Linked DNA regions of Mus musculus: region 2 is linked to region 1. The links are chromatin contacts, called in public promoter capture Hi-C maps. All regions are on one chromosome and are shown on one strand. The core of a region is the stretch at or near the end of the contact, and the rest is flanking DNA. Distances in the headings are between cores, read along the strand shown.

The links. Promoter capture Hi-C pulls out the DNA fragments that hold promoters and counts their contacts.
Region 2: a contact with region 1 is called in a promoter capture Hi-C map of liver, with 8 times the contacts expected there. The contact joins the promoter of Bbs9 here to the promoter of Zfp846 in region 1. A contact is called at or near these places in 3 of 39 promoter capture datasets (liver and pre-B cells).

What each region holds. Positions count from the first base shown.
Region 1 is chr9:20,578,770-20,585,347 of GRCm38.p6, reverse strand. Zfp846 (zinc finger protein 846) reads right to left here and starts at 4,020. Exons shown (of 6, transcript NM_172919.2): 1 at 3,670-4,020. Gm51704 (a long non-coding RNA gene) reads left to right here. Exons shown (of 2, transcript XR_003948290.1): 2 at 1-4,998.
Region 2 is chr9:22,472,515-22,479,092 of GRCm38.p6, reverse strand. Bbs9 (Bardet-Biedl syndrome 9 (human)) reads right to left here and starts at 3,378. Exons shown (of 23, transcript NM_001360259.1): 1 at 3,038-3,378.

The DNA.
Region 1 (6,578 bases), core at 2,771-5,270:
GAAGACTCATGTAGCTCGGTCTGGCTTTGAACATGCTGCAAGACTGAGAACGGGAGGCAACTCCCAGTCAGGTGCCACATAGGTCCAGGTGAGCAGACTGTGCATATGGCCTGGTGCCACTTCCTAAGAGGACTCCAGATACTCAGAGGCCCCAGGTGCCACTAAGAGGAGCAAGTAAGTGGTAGAGATGGAAGAGAAAGAAAGAAAGGAGGGAGAAAGAAAACACACAAGGAGAGAGGAGGGCAAAATAACAGTAAGGCTGTCTGAAAAAGTTATGAGGAATCATACTATCAACTACTTACCTAAAAAAAAAAATCCTGTAATACACATAACTCTACATACACATGTACATATATAGCTAAAATGAAAATTTCTCTGTTGAGATCTCAAAAAAATTGGCCTGCTGCTACATACTGTAATGCTAAATTCTGTACCCAAAGGTCTAGGCCTACACGTGAATTCTCACATTTGCCAGCTTTCGTTGTGCAAACCTTGCTCCTTAATTTAAAACTATTGGTTAAATAAAAGTGGCTACAGCCAATTACTGGAGGGATGAGAGGTAGGCGGTTTTGAGTTATCTAGTTGTGGGAGGCTCAAGGAGAAGGAGGAAGAACAAGGAAGAGAGAGGAGGAAGCGCCATGAGGGGAGATGGACCACGAGCACATGGCCAGGAGAAACAGCAGGTATCTGGGGCACAGCGCTGGGGATGTAGCCAGGCCAGCAGCTAGAGAAACAGATTAGGGGTGACCCCCAGTATCTGTCAAAGCCAGATAAAATAACCATAGTCTGAGTCTCATTCATTTGTAAGCTTGTCGGAGATAAGTTTAAACTAGCTGTACTATATTTCTCATCTGGGCTGACAATCCTCCCTGCAAGAACCAAAGACCACCTAACAAAAGGCACGAAATGACTTCTTTTGAGTTGTTGGTTGGGCTGTCCAACAGACTTGCAAAACACACAGGCTGTTGCTATTGCCCTCGCTTGCCCCTCAGAGGTGGAAGAAAGTCCCTATTGCTGAAGACACCACACAAGTTTACACATGCATATAACAAGAGGCAATAAATTTGAAAGAGCTCAAGGATGGGCATATGGGGGAGTCTGGAGGAAGAAAAAGTCTTGGAAGTCTCTACTCACATGATCAATAAACCAGACATAACAAAAGTGCTCCTGAGAAGTTTAAACACGAGTACCAACATGAAAAACTTGGTATAACCATCGTGCTCCTGACTGCCTCAGCATAGTTTACCACTGTCCTTACCTGACTTACAGCACCGAAACTTCTGAAAGTTTCACCGGCCAGCGCAAAATTCCCTGAGTCTTGAAGTAAAATGACCAGCAACTAAACACAGGCAGGTGGTCACACCAGTTGTTTTGTCTGAGACATCATTATGTAGCCCAGGCTAGCCTCATGATTCTCTCTGCCTTACTTTCCATTGACCTCTGTTATCATACACAACTTCAACTGGTCTTCAATATGGCATGGACTGACAACGTCAATGTCATTTTCTCCATTCTACTTTGTAATGAGCAGAAGGCTCATCCCCATGGGAGATAGGCTAGTGTAATGGCTGATTTCAGTTCAATTCCCCAGGACTCAAAATCGCAGGATGGAACTGCAAGTCATCCTCTGACCTCCACATGTCTGTTGTGACATCTTTGTGTGCACACACAAATATGTAAGGATAGTTAAAAAAAAATGTCAACTGGAGATTTAGGACTAAGTCTTTCTAAAGGTTCAATGATGGTATGTAAAGACACTCATTGAAGATCTCATTCAAGTTTCTGCCCGTTACGCCAACCAAAACGGGACATCACGCTGAACAGATATTTGAATTTTGAGTGCATCATTTTTAAGATTTGAATGTGCATTAACAAGTCTACACAGCCATCTCCAGGGCCATCGACTGCACTACAGTCAAGCGCAGGCCAGAAAGAGTTACAACTACAGTAGCAGGGAGCTCAGAAAGCAAGGGAGCCTGTCACAGAAACCCAGGAACCTGATCCACCTCCACAGCCACACCCACCATACATGTCTATACAGAAACAGTAAATAAAAAATTTAAACCATATAATACAAAGTTTTCAAGCACTTGGACTCACTCAGCAGATGCAAAGATATCCAAGAGCCAGGCAATGGCTTAGCCTTCTTGGTACTTTGTAGCAAACCGAAGCCTTTTGTGTTCTACCACTGGAGCGCCTCATAATGCCAATGAGTCCACAACCGCTGAGCTACACAGCCCACTCAAGGCACTATGCCCTCTTACTAAGATAACTATCCTGCTTCCGAGAAACAGCTGCCACTCATGACCAGAACATCACAGCATAACCATGGACAAAGTTACTAAGTAGAACTGAGTAATTCTAGACCCTGTGGCCCCGAAGCCTATGTTACTTATTATCAATCCTTACTGCAGCTTTCAAACCTCTCCTTTGGAGCTACTCTAAGTATGTGGGAGTAAGTGGGAAGGGGAACACACTAATTTTTAAATATAACGTTTGATTTCACTCAGAAATAGCAAAACATGACTTTCTTAAAGAACTTGAGACTCTTCAAAAGTTACCTATAGAACCAGGCATGATGCTAGACACCAGAAATTCCAACTCCTGGGAGGTAAAGGCTGGGGAATTAGGAGTTCAGAGTCAGCCTCAATTACATAGCAAGGTGTATGATAGCCTGGGCTACCTGAGACCCTACTTCAGAGAACAAACAGAGGCCATGGAGCCGGGCGTGGTGACGCACGCTTTTAATCCCAGCACTTGGGAGGCGGAGGCGGAGGCGGAGGCGGAGGCGGAGGCGGAGGCGGAGGCGGAGGCGGAGGCGGAGGCGGAGGCGGAGGCAGGCAGATTTCTGAGTTTGAGGCCAGCCTGGTCTACAAAGTGAGTTCCAGGACAGCCAGGGCTATACAGAGAAACACTGTCTCTAAAAAAACAAAAACAAAAAACAAACAAACAAAAAACAGAGGCCATGGAGATGAACCAGCGAGTAAAGGCCAAGCCAGAGAGCCTGATCTCCAGCGCCCAGATGGTGGAAAGTAAGACCAACCCATGGGAACTGATCTCTGAGCTGAGCCAGGGTAATTCCCACTTTTTTTTCTTTTTCTTTCTTTCTTTTTTCTTTTTCTTTTCTTTTTTTTTTTTTTTTTTTTTTTTTTAAACTCTATAGGGATGTACAGGCCTGGAAACTTCAAATAAAGAGAACAGGGTACTCCCATTCTCACCAGTAGAAAGCCATAATCACACAGTATCTGTACTTTATGTATAAAATGTTCAGGGCAAGGGTTAGTAGCTCACTGAATGAGCAGTTCTACTAGCAGTAAAGTCAAGAGGAGGAGAGGTGAAGAAAGAGAAAGGAAATGGAGAGAGTGAGGAAGGAAAGGCATGGAAAATGAAAAAAGGTTAAGATTAAGGAAATAAACATTTAGCAGGCGGTGGCAAAAGCCTTTAATGCCAGCAGAGGCAGGCGGATCTCCAGGAGTTTAGGTCAGCCTGGTCTACCTAGCGAGTTCTGGAAAAGCCAAATAATAAAGATTGACCTCCAAATAGAAATGTTTAGTCCTAGATACCTACGAATACTTTTTCTACCCGAATGTCATGTGGCAGAATTAATCAGACGATGCCAAAGACAAAGCCACACTCTGCAAGGAACAAATCACAGCCTGGGGCGCTCACCCGAGCTCCACAATCGCTGGGCTGTGCAGTGGAGGCGGCGGCTGCAGAGAGATGGCCCGTGGCGGGCTTCTGTGCTGGAAGAGGAATCTGGAAGGCGGCTTCTGCAGAGGGCGAGCGAGCAGATGGAAGCTTGGAGAGCATTCGCCAGAGGGAGGCGGGGTGCCCGTGAGACCCGCCCGTCCTAGGCTTCGGGCCTACGGGGACCGCCCCTCGGCGAGCTGCACACACAGCCACGCCTTAAACTGACCCTCCACGGCCGCCGTCACCCCCCATCCTTGCCTCGGCGACTTCCTAGACGTAAAGATGAACCGGAGGTGAAGACACTGAGAACTACAGGACGCAGCCATCACTAGAAAAGAGTCGGGCCTTTGCAGGCGTCACTTCCGCTTCCGTCCTGGCGTGAAGCCCGGGAGATTTGGGTCCCAGCCACCTTGGATAGAGATAAAATTCTAGGAGCTGGAGAAGGACCCAGGCTGGATTCCCAGTACCCACATGGCAGCACACAGTCGCCCACCAAGCCTGATCTAATTCTTATCTAATCTAATCCCCATCTCTTTTCTTTCCTTCTTCCCTCCCATTCTTCCCTTCCTCCCTCTCTCCCATTCTTCCCTCCTTTCCTCCCCTCTTCCTCCCTCCCCATTCTTGTTTTAGTCTTAGCCTAGGCTTGGTGCCGCTGTGCCTTTAGTCCCAGCATTCAGGAGGCAGAGGCAGGCAGATTTCTGCGTTCAAGGCTAGTCTGAAAATTGAGACTATGTCTCACACACACACACACACACACACACACACACACACACACACACACACACACAGAGAGAGAGAGAGAGAGAGACTGAGAGAGAGAGAGAGAGAGAGAGAGAGAGAGAGAGAGAGAGAGAGAATATTCTCGAGCCAAAATAAGTGACTTTGGCGCAGGAATACAGATTAGCACTTCAAGTTCCATATGCAAATATGCTGTTTCATGAGGTTATTGCAGTAACAAAGAAAATACTAAAGCATATGACATGTTCCCAGACCTTAACACAATTGACTTCATGGTAGAAAACTCAGCCACAAAACTCAGCATGTAGACAGAACCACTAGCCAAAATGAAAACAAAGACCTAATCCATCTAAGTCTGTAGTTCTGGGAAAGTCTTTAAATGTACAAACCTTGCTGTTTGGCTTCTGTAGTTCTCCTTCTGGCTATATGTTCTCGTTAACTGAAACATGTCGCCAGGATATGGTTTTTGTGTTTAAAAGCTCACCCTGAGAAAGGCTCAGTGCTGCACTGGGATCCGGAACATCCAGTGTAATAAAGACCTGGCTAATAAAGACTTTTTACTGGCTTAAACTCATGTCTGAGCAGTCTTTTCTGGTGGATACCACACTATAAGCACAACACTCCAGATGTGTTGGTAGAAACTCAAGTAGGTCTGTTGCAGAAAAAGAAAATCTCTGCTATAGGCATCAGATGCAATTGTAGCCTTTTGTTTAGCAGAGACTACTGCTGTATTATAGACCTAATAGTCACAAAGATGTTAGGTCACACACAGGGCAAGAAATGGCTCCAAGGGTACTCAAGACTGTTTTTTCAAAGGCCTTTGTCAAAGGCGTCTTTTGCAGCTATTGAGATGATCATGTGGTTTTTGTCTGTTAGTCCATTTATGTGACTTATTACCTTTATTGACGTGTTTTTTAGATCATCCCTGCATTTCAGGGATAAAGCCAATTTACTCAGATGTATACTCTTTTTAAAAATGTTTTTTAGAGTTTTTATTAGATTTATTCATTTTATTTTATATGTGTTTTGCCGGCATATATGTCTGTGCACCACGTGTATGCTTTGTGGACATGGAGGTCAGAGAGGGCATCAGATACCCTGGAACTGGACTTACAGATGGCTGTGAATCAGCATGTGCTGGGAATTGAACCTGGGTCCGCTACAAGAGCAGCAAATGCTCATAGTTGTTGAGCAATCTCTCTAGATCCTTTCGTAATCTTTTAAATGTATGTTTGTATTCTATTTGCAATAGAATTTTAAAGAGCATTTTTGGGATCTATGTTCTGTAGCTGAGTCTTTTTGTTGTTGTCTTTATCTGGTTTTGATATTAGAGTGATACTGGTTTCATAGAATAAGTTTGGGGGTGCTCCTCTCTCTCTCTCTCTCTCTCCTTCCCTCCCTCCGTCTTTCCTTCCCTCCCTCCTTTTTTCTTTTAACAATGTAAAAGTACTGGCTATAGCAGTCAAAAAATTCGACTGTGGATTTGAAAGATTGATAGAATTTGGCTATAAATCCATCTGTCCCTAGACTTTTATTTTTAAACTGGAAGACTTTTTATACCATTTCAACCAGGAGTTATAGCCTGATGATTTTGCTCCAAGGTTCATTCTGCACAAATTCTTAATCTGTCCCAAGGAGGGTTTTTGATTGGGTTTGGTGAGTCTGTTGAATTGCTGCTTCTTTTCGACTGGTGAGCTTCATTTTCCTGAAGGATATTTCAAACCCATCCTGATGTTGAGATTCCCATTGTTTCACACTGGGGGATCATATGCTGCTGAGGGATTCACTTCAGTTGATCTGAATCTGAAACAACACAAGCAAAACCCACCTCCCTCCCCATGGGCCTGAGTGCCTGCTAGGCCGCTCACTCAGTTGGGCACCACACCATACAGGAGCTTTCAGACTATCTTTAAATGAATCTCCTGTTTCTTTCCAATGCTTTTCAGCATAGGTTAGTTATGCTCATCCAAGATTTGAAGACTTGAAGTTTACAGAGACTTCATATATTGGTCACAAGGGAAAACTGGATAACCGTTCCCCCCTTTTGCCTCACCCTCCAATCTGCTCTGTGTAAATACATTATATTTGTATTTAACATGACTACAAACATAATTCTGGGTATATTAAAGACAATTGAATTATAAATAATA
Region 2 (6,578 bases), core at 2,129-4,628, 1.9 Mb before region 1:
TCAGTACACACTAATAGTGCTGTAAAATTTAAGGTCTGGGGAAATGAAAAAAGGCATGTGTCAGTACAGGGTTTTCATTTCTTTTGCTTTTTTGTCTGGTTTTTGGTTTTTGAGACAAGGTCTCCTATGTTGCGTGAGCTGGCCCAGAACTTGCTCTGTGACAAGGCGGGCTGTGAACTCAGAATGTTCTTGCCTTGGTTTTTCTCAAGGCTGGGATTACAAAAATCCTCCACCACACCTACATCACTAGTTTTTCTTTTTAAAGGATATTTTATCACATTTGAGAGAGGCTTGCGCCATGGCACACCTGTGGCGGACAGAGGACAACTTGTGGAAGTTGGTTCTCTCTTTCTGTATGTGGGTCCCCAACTGACAAACTGAGTTCAATCCTTGGGACCAACATGGTAGAAGGAGAACCAACTCCAAAGGTATACTCTGACCTCTACACACACACACACACACACACACACACACACCATAAATCAATAAATGTAATTTTAAAGGAAAATTTTTTTTTACTCTACAGAGCACAAAGATACCATTATTTGGTTATCCCTGACCACAGAGAAGGTAAGAAATCTGCCCACGTGGTCACTTACTTATACTTAAGTTTTATGTATGAGACAGGCAGTTTCAACCCTCACTAAACCAGACTCACACATGTAGAACTGAGTAATATCAATGGCCACAGAATGCAGTGGGAACAACCCGAAAGTCTGAGGCAGGCTCTGAAATCAGGAAGTTGTCCTAAAACTGCTGTTGTTCACATATGGAACTTTCTCCAAATAATGTTTCTGTCATTAAATTTCAGGAAATAGCAATTGGGTTGTCTGGTCCAGGACAATGGTACAGTCATGTAAAATTAAACAAATATTTCTTTGAAAGCAATATGACAGCCAAGCAGTGGTGGTGAATGCCTTTAATCTCAACACTGTGGATGCAGAAGCAAGCAGATCTTTGAGTTCGAGGCCAGCCTGGTCTACAGAGTGAGTTCCAGGAGAGCTGGAGCTACACAGAAAAACCCTGTCTTGAACCACCACTCCAAAAAAAAAAAAAAAAAAACCCATTATGACAAGGGCTTGTATTGGAGTTTTCAGCTGACGTGAAAGGCACAGGAGTAGTGGTCAGATAGACCTGTGTTCACTTCCTAATGTGACGTCTCAACCGCACACCCTCAGAGAAGCCCTTATGCTCTAGCATCAACTGATCTTGGTGGTGGGAAAATACAGTGCTCTAAGATATGCACTTCCTTAGCCAGTGTTCAGCCACTACAACCATTTAATAAAAGTCAGTTGTAACCCAGTAAAAATAATGCGGAAATAGAAGTGGTGGTGATCATCTAGGTGTGACAGCAAGGTCTTATAGGCACACAATTTCAACTGGGACAACCAAAGGGCAGATCAGAAAGTGTGTGTGTGTGTGTGTGTGTGTGTGTGTGTGTGTGTGCGCGCGCGCGCGCGCACAAGTACCTGTGTATACAGGTGAGTGTGTGTCTTACTGGGTATTGAAAGAGCTACACCCCCAGACCTTATAAATGTTATAATCAGCAAACATGTTTTATAATAACTTGATATATTTCAATACTTTTCAAAAATACCTGAAGGGATTGGAGTGTTCAGTGGTACACATGTACACACATACACTCTGAGCAAGGAGACATCCTATGTATCTGAAAGGCATAAAACTGTACAGTACTGGTAGTAGATTTTTTTCTTCCTGCAAAGAGCCTTTCAATCAAGAAGCTATACCATAGGACCAGTGAGATGGCTTGGCAAACAAAGATGCTTGCTGCCAAGCCTGACCGGACCCACATGGTGCCAGAGAACTGACTCTTGCAAGTTGTCCTCTAACCTCCACACCTTCACTGTGGTACCCATGCCCAACAACATACATGCACTGAAATATTAAAATATTAAAATCTAATCAACTTTTAAAACTATAGCATAAACATAAGTGGGAGGTATAACCACAACCAATATACATAATTTTTAAATCCCTAAACTCTTACAAATAACTTGTAAATGGTTTTCAAAATAAAGTCTCTTGTTCTTAATTCTTATAACATTCTAACCCATCACCAAAGAAAAGACAAAACCCAATCTCAATTATTGCTAATAAGTTACTTCTTGTCTCTTGGAATGTTAGCAAACAGTAATACATTCCATGGTGGTACACACCTGTAATAACAACATTTGGGAACCTGAGGCAAGATATGCTTAAAGATGGCCTAGGATATACAGAAAGTTCCAGGCCTGTTTTGGGCCACATTATAAATTTTTAAAAATAAGAGAAAGGAAGAAAAGATAAAAACCCCACTTTCTCTCCAGTATCTTTCAATTTGTGTGTATAAAGTGAGATGTATGTATATATGTGTACACATTAGACACAATTTGATGTTTAAAGACAATGTGAGATACCAAAAAATAATCTATACGTTTATACAGAAAAATCAAAGGCAAATGCAGACCTTGCTTGGGAGGAGCTGCTGATAAAATCAGCTTAGTCCATCTAAACTGCTGTGGTCTGCAAAGGAAAGAGAAAGGATAACCATTAATCCTATTGCAGGCAGCACTGGAGAGCATCAACATGCTCCCACTTCAGCCGCAGACTGAGCAGCGATTTGACGCTCTGCTCACAAGACCTGTTGAAATGTCACAGGAGAAAGAAGCTCTTACTCCACGTGACTGCTACATGGACTCCTTAAAAATCACTCCCCGCTCAAAGGTGTTTATAGGATCTACCCACGCCGTGTTAGCGGTTTGTTTGAATGCAAGCCTCCTTTCTAATTAAGAGATCATCCTACATCTCCCGAACCATTACATGGCATTGAGCGTTAGTCCTGTTGACCAAGCATAGCCAATGCATTTATACATCCGAGATTAATTTCTGGGATATTTCTTACCTGATGCCAACAAGTGGGCTTTGACTCGCCTTGCTACGAACCCACTATCCACAGACTTCCCTCCGGATGAGAATCCAGTGCTGGAACAGAAGTAACAGCCGTGCAAGGAAAAACAACACTTAACACCACTAGTACCTCTTGGTCTTGTTTGTGTTCGAAGTTTTCCACGTTCCCAAGCAGACAGAATCCTGCCAAGCAGCAACACAAGCTCCGCGGAGGTGAAGTGAGTCCCAAGATCCCCTGCACCCTCTTGTCATCCCCCAGAGACAAGCAGGGGAGACGACATGGATCCCTCGGAAGCCACAAGTGACAAGAGAGAAAAACTCCAAGTCCGGATGCTCACAGAGAGGATGAAACCACCAGGGAGACTGTAAGAGGGGTGAGGCTGCAAGACAACAGCCTGCGGAAGACACCTCCCCACTCCAGCCTGAATCCAAACCGCCTTCGCCCTGTTGTCATAGCATTTTACAACGGAGGCTACTGCGCAAGTCAGACGCGGGACCGCAGGGCTTGCTGGGTGTTGTAGTCCGAGCGGCTGAGCGCGAGCTGTGGGGATGATTTCCCGTGTCGCCCGTATGGAGTAGAGTGGCTACGGGGCGGGGTAGGGCTGGGCGCCTCAGAACCACCTAAGCAGGCCTGTCCCTCAGGGTATCGGCGGCGGAAGTCCCGCCCCTGTGGGGGTTCTCGTGCCACAGACCACGCCCTCCTGTGCTTAGGTGTTATCCTAGTGTCTAGGCCTGAGCATGTAAATGGTTTACCTGTTTGAATCCGTTTTCTTTCTTTCCTTGGCCTAACTGCTGTAGCCAAGATTTCAAGCACCGTATTGAATAACAGTGAAGTGTAGACCCCCTTGTTTCATTACTTGTTTAGAAAACATATCTACAGTTTCTCCCATGTAGTATATATAGGTTATAGGTTAATTTATATAGTCTAGATGGCTAATCTTTGTTGTCAACCTGATACACCTAGAAAGAGGTGACCTCAACTGAAAATTCCCTCCGTTTAGTTAACCGGTTGGCAAGTCTGAGAGCATTTTCTTGATTGCTTAGTGATGTGGGAGAGCCCAGCCCACTGTGGGCTAGGCTGATGGGTCTGGGCATATAAGAAAGAGAACCAGAGAGCAGCTGTCCTCCACAGTACCCACTTCAGCCACTGCCCTGTTTGGGTTCCAGAATTGACTTCCTAACCAGTGGACTGTAACCTGTAAGATGAAAAAGGCACAATATGTTCTCCACGCCATTTTTGGTCATGGTACTTATCAAAGCATCAGAAAGCAAGCTGCTGCAGCTCCGTGGCGTTGGGGTATGGCCACTATTTTCTTCAGGCCTTTTATCATAATAGAATATTAAATTTTGTCAAAGGCCTTTTCAGTGTGTACTGAGACGACCATGCGATTTCTCTCCCCGAATCTTTCTGTATTGAATTACATTTATTGTTGGACTGTCCTGGCATGCCTCGAATGAAGCAGAGTTTGTTCACCCTATATTTTTTATTTTTTTTAGAAATATGATATTAAATTATGTGTATTTCTGGGAAATTTCTACATAATAGTTTTTTTGTTGTTGTTGTTTGGTTTTGTTATTTTGTTTTTTTTTTTGTTTGTTTGTTTGTTTTTTTAGTTTGGTTTTGGTCTTGGTTGGTTGATTGCTGTGCTCTTACCAAGTTTTTGGTATCAGAATGAAGTTAGCGTTATAAGATGAATTTGCAAGTGTTCTTTCCAGTTCTATTTCATGAGGAAATTTGTTTCTTTTATTTATTATATCTGTGCATATGAGGGTTTGGCCTGCATGAATGTAAATGCACCATGTGCATGCCTTGTGCTTACAGAGGGCAGCCCAGTGCTTCTGGAGAGCAGAAAAGAACACTATATTCCCTTGAACTTGAGTTACAGACCACTGTGCACCTACACACACATGCTGAGAATGGAACTCAGGTCTTACGGAAGAGCTTTATTTGCTATTAACCATGGAGACATCTCTCCAGCCACCTATTTTATGGGAATTTTATTTTATGTTAATTTTTAACATCTGATTGAATGACAGAGTGTGCTCCTCTAGTTTGGAGGTTTGTTTATTCCAGAGACTGCTCCTGCTCCCATGCCCTTGCCTATTACTGGTCAGCTCCAGCTGTGTACAACTCCAGCTGTGTACACCCTCCTGATGGAACTTTGATCATGTGATTCTAGAGAAGTCTCCTTTTCTTCTCGATTTTCTAATTTGGGATCCACTTTTTAAACATGACACTGATGATCCCTCTGAATTTCACGAGTATCCATGTGGCATCCAGTTTTCATCTCCACTCGCAAATAATTTAGAGAGGTCTCCTCTTTCTTTTGCTTAGTTTGGCTGAAAGTGTCTAGTTTTGTCTTTGCTAAGATTCAGCTCTTCCATGGACAATTATTATTCTTTTTTTCTAATATATTTTTATTACTTGAGAATTTCATACAATGTATTTTTAAATTATTTTTATTTTAAGCATATTTGGATTTTGAATAAGAACTAATCAAGCTTGATAACTGTCTTAATTAGGGTTTTACTGCTGTGAACAGACACCATGACCAAAGCAACTCTTATAAGGACAACATTTAATTGGAGCTGGCTTACAGGTTCAGAGGTTTAATCCATTATCATCAAGGCAGAACTTAGCAGCATCCAGGCAGGCATGGTGCAGGTGAAGCTAAGAGTTCTACATCTTCATCTGAAGGCTGCTAGCAGAATACTGGTTTCCAGGCAGTTAGGATGAGGGTGTTAAAGCCCACACCCACAGTGACACACCTACTCCAAAAAGGCCACACCAACTCCAACAGGGCCACACCTTTTAATAATGCCACTCCATGAGCTGAGTATATACAAACCATCACATTTCACTCTGTGGCCCCCATAGGCTTCTTCAAACATATGTGTCCATTGTGGCCATACCTAAACATAGCAAAATGCAAAATACATTTAGTCGAACTTCCAAAGTCCCTATAGTCTATAGCAGTCTCAACAATGTTAAAAGTCCAAAGTTCAAGGTCTCTTCTAAGATTTATCCAATCACTTTACTGTAATCCCTAAATCAAGACAGGAAACTTTCCAGCTGGGCAAACTCCAAACTGCATCTCCACGGCTGATGTCAAAGCGGTCTTCAGATCTCCAACTCCCTTTTCATCTTTGTTGCCTGCAACAAACTTCTTTCTTCTGGCCTGGTTCCACTCCCTGTTAGCAGCTTTCTTCAGGAGATAGACTTCAATGTTACAGCTTCTTGTTTCAATGTCTAGATCCACACATGATCTTCTGGGTTCCTCCAAAGGGCTGGCATCACTTCTCCAGCTCTGCCCTCTGAAGCACTCTAAGCTCAGGTTGATTCACTCCATTGCCACTGCTGTTCTTGGTGACCATCTATGGTACTGGAATTTACAATACAATGGGGTCTTCCACTGCAACTAGGCTTCACCAATAGCCTCTTATGGGCTCTCTTCATGGAGCCAAGCCTCAACTCCTTTGCATGATCCCTTCAGTCCTGGACCATCAACTGCAACTGAGGCTGCACCTTCACCAATGACCTTCCATGGCCTTTCACAGAGCTGAGCCTCAGCTGCTCTTCATGACTCCTTTAATACCATATATTTTATATTTTTTCCTTTCTAATTTTGTTATGCTTGTTCACAGTGGTTCATACCCATAATCCCAGCACT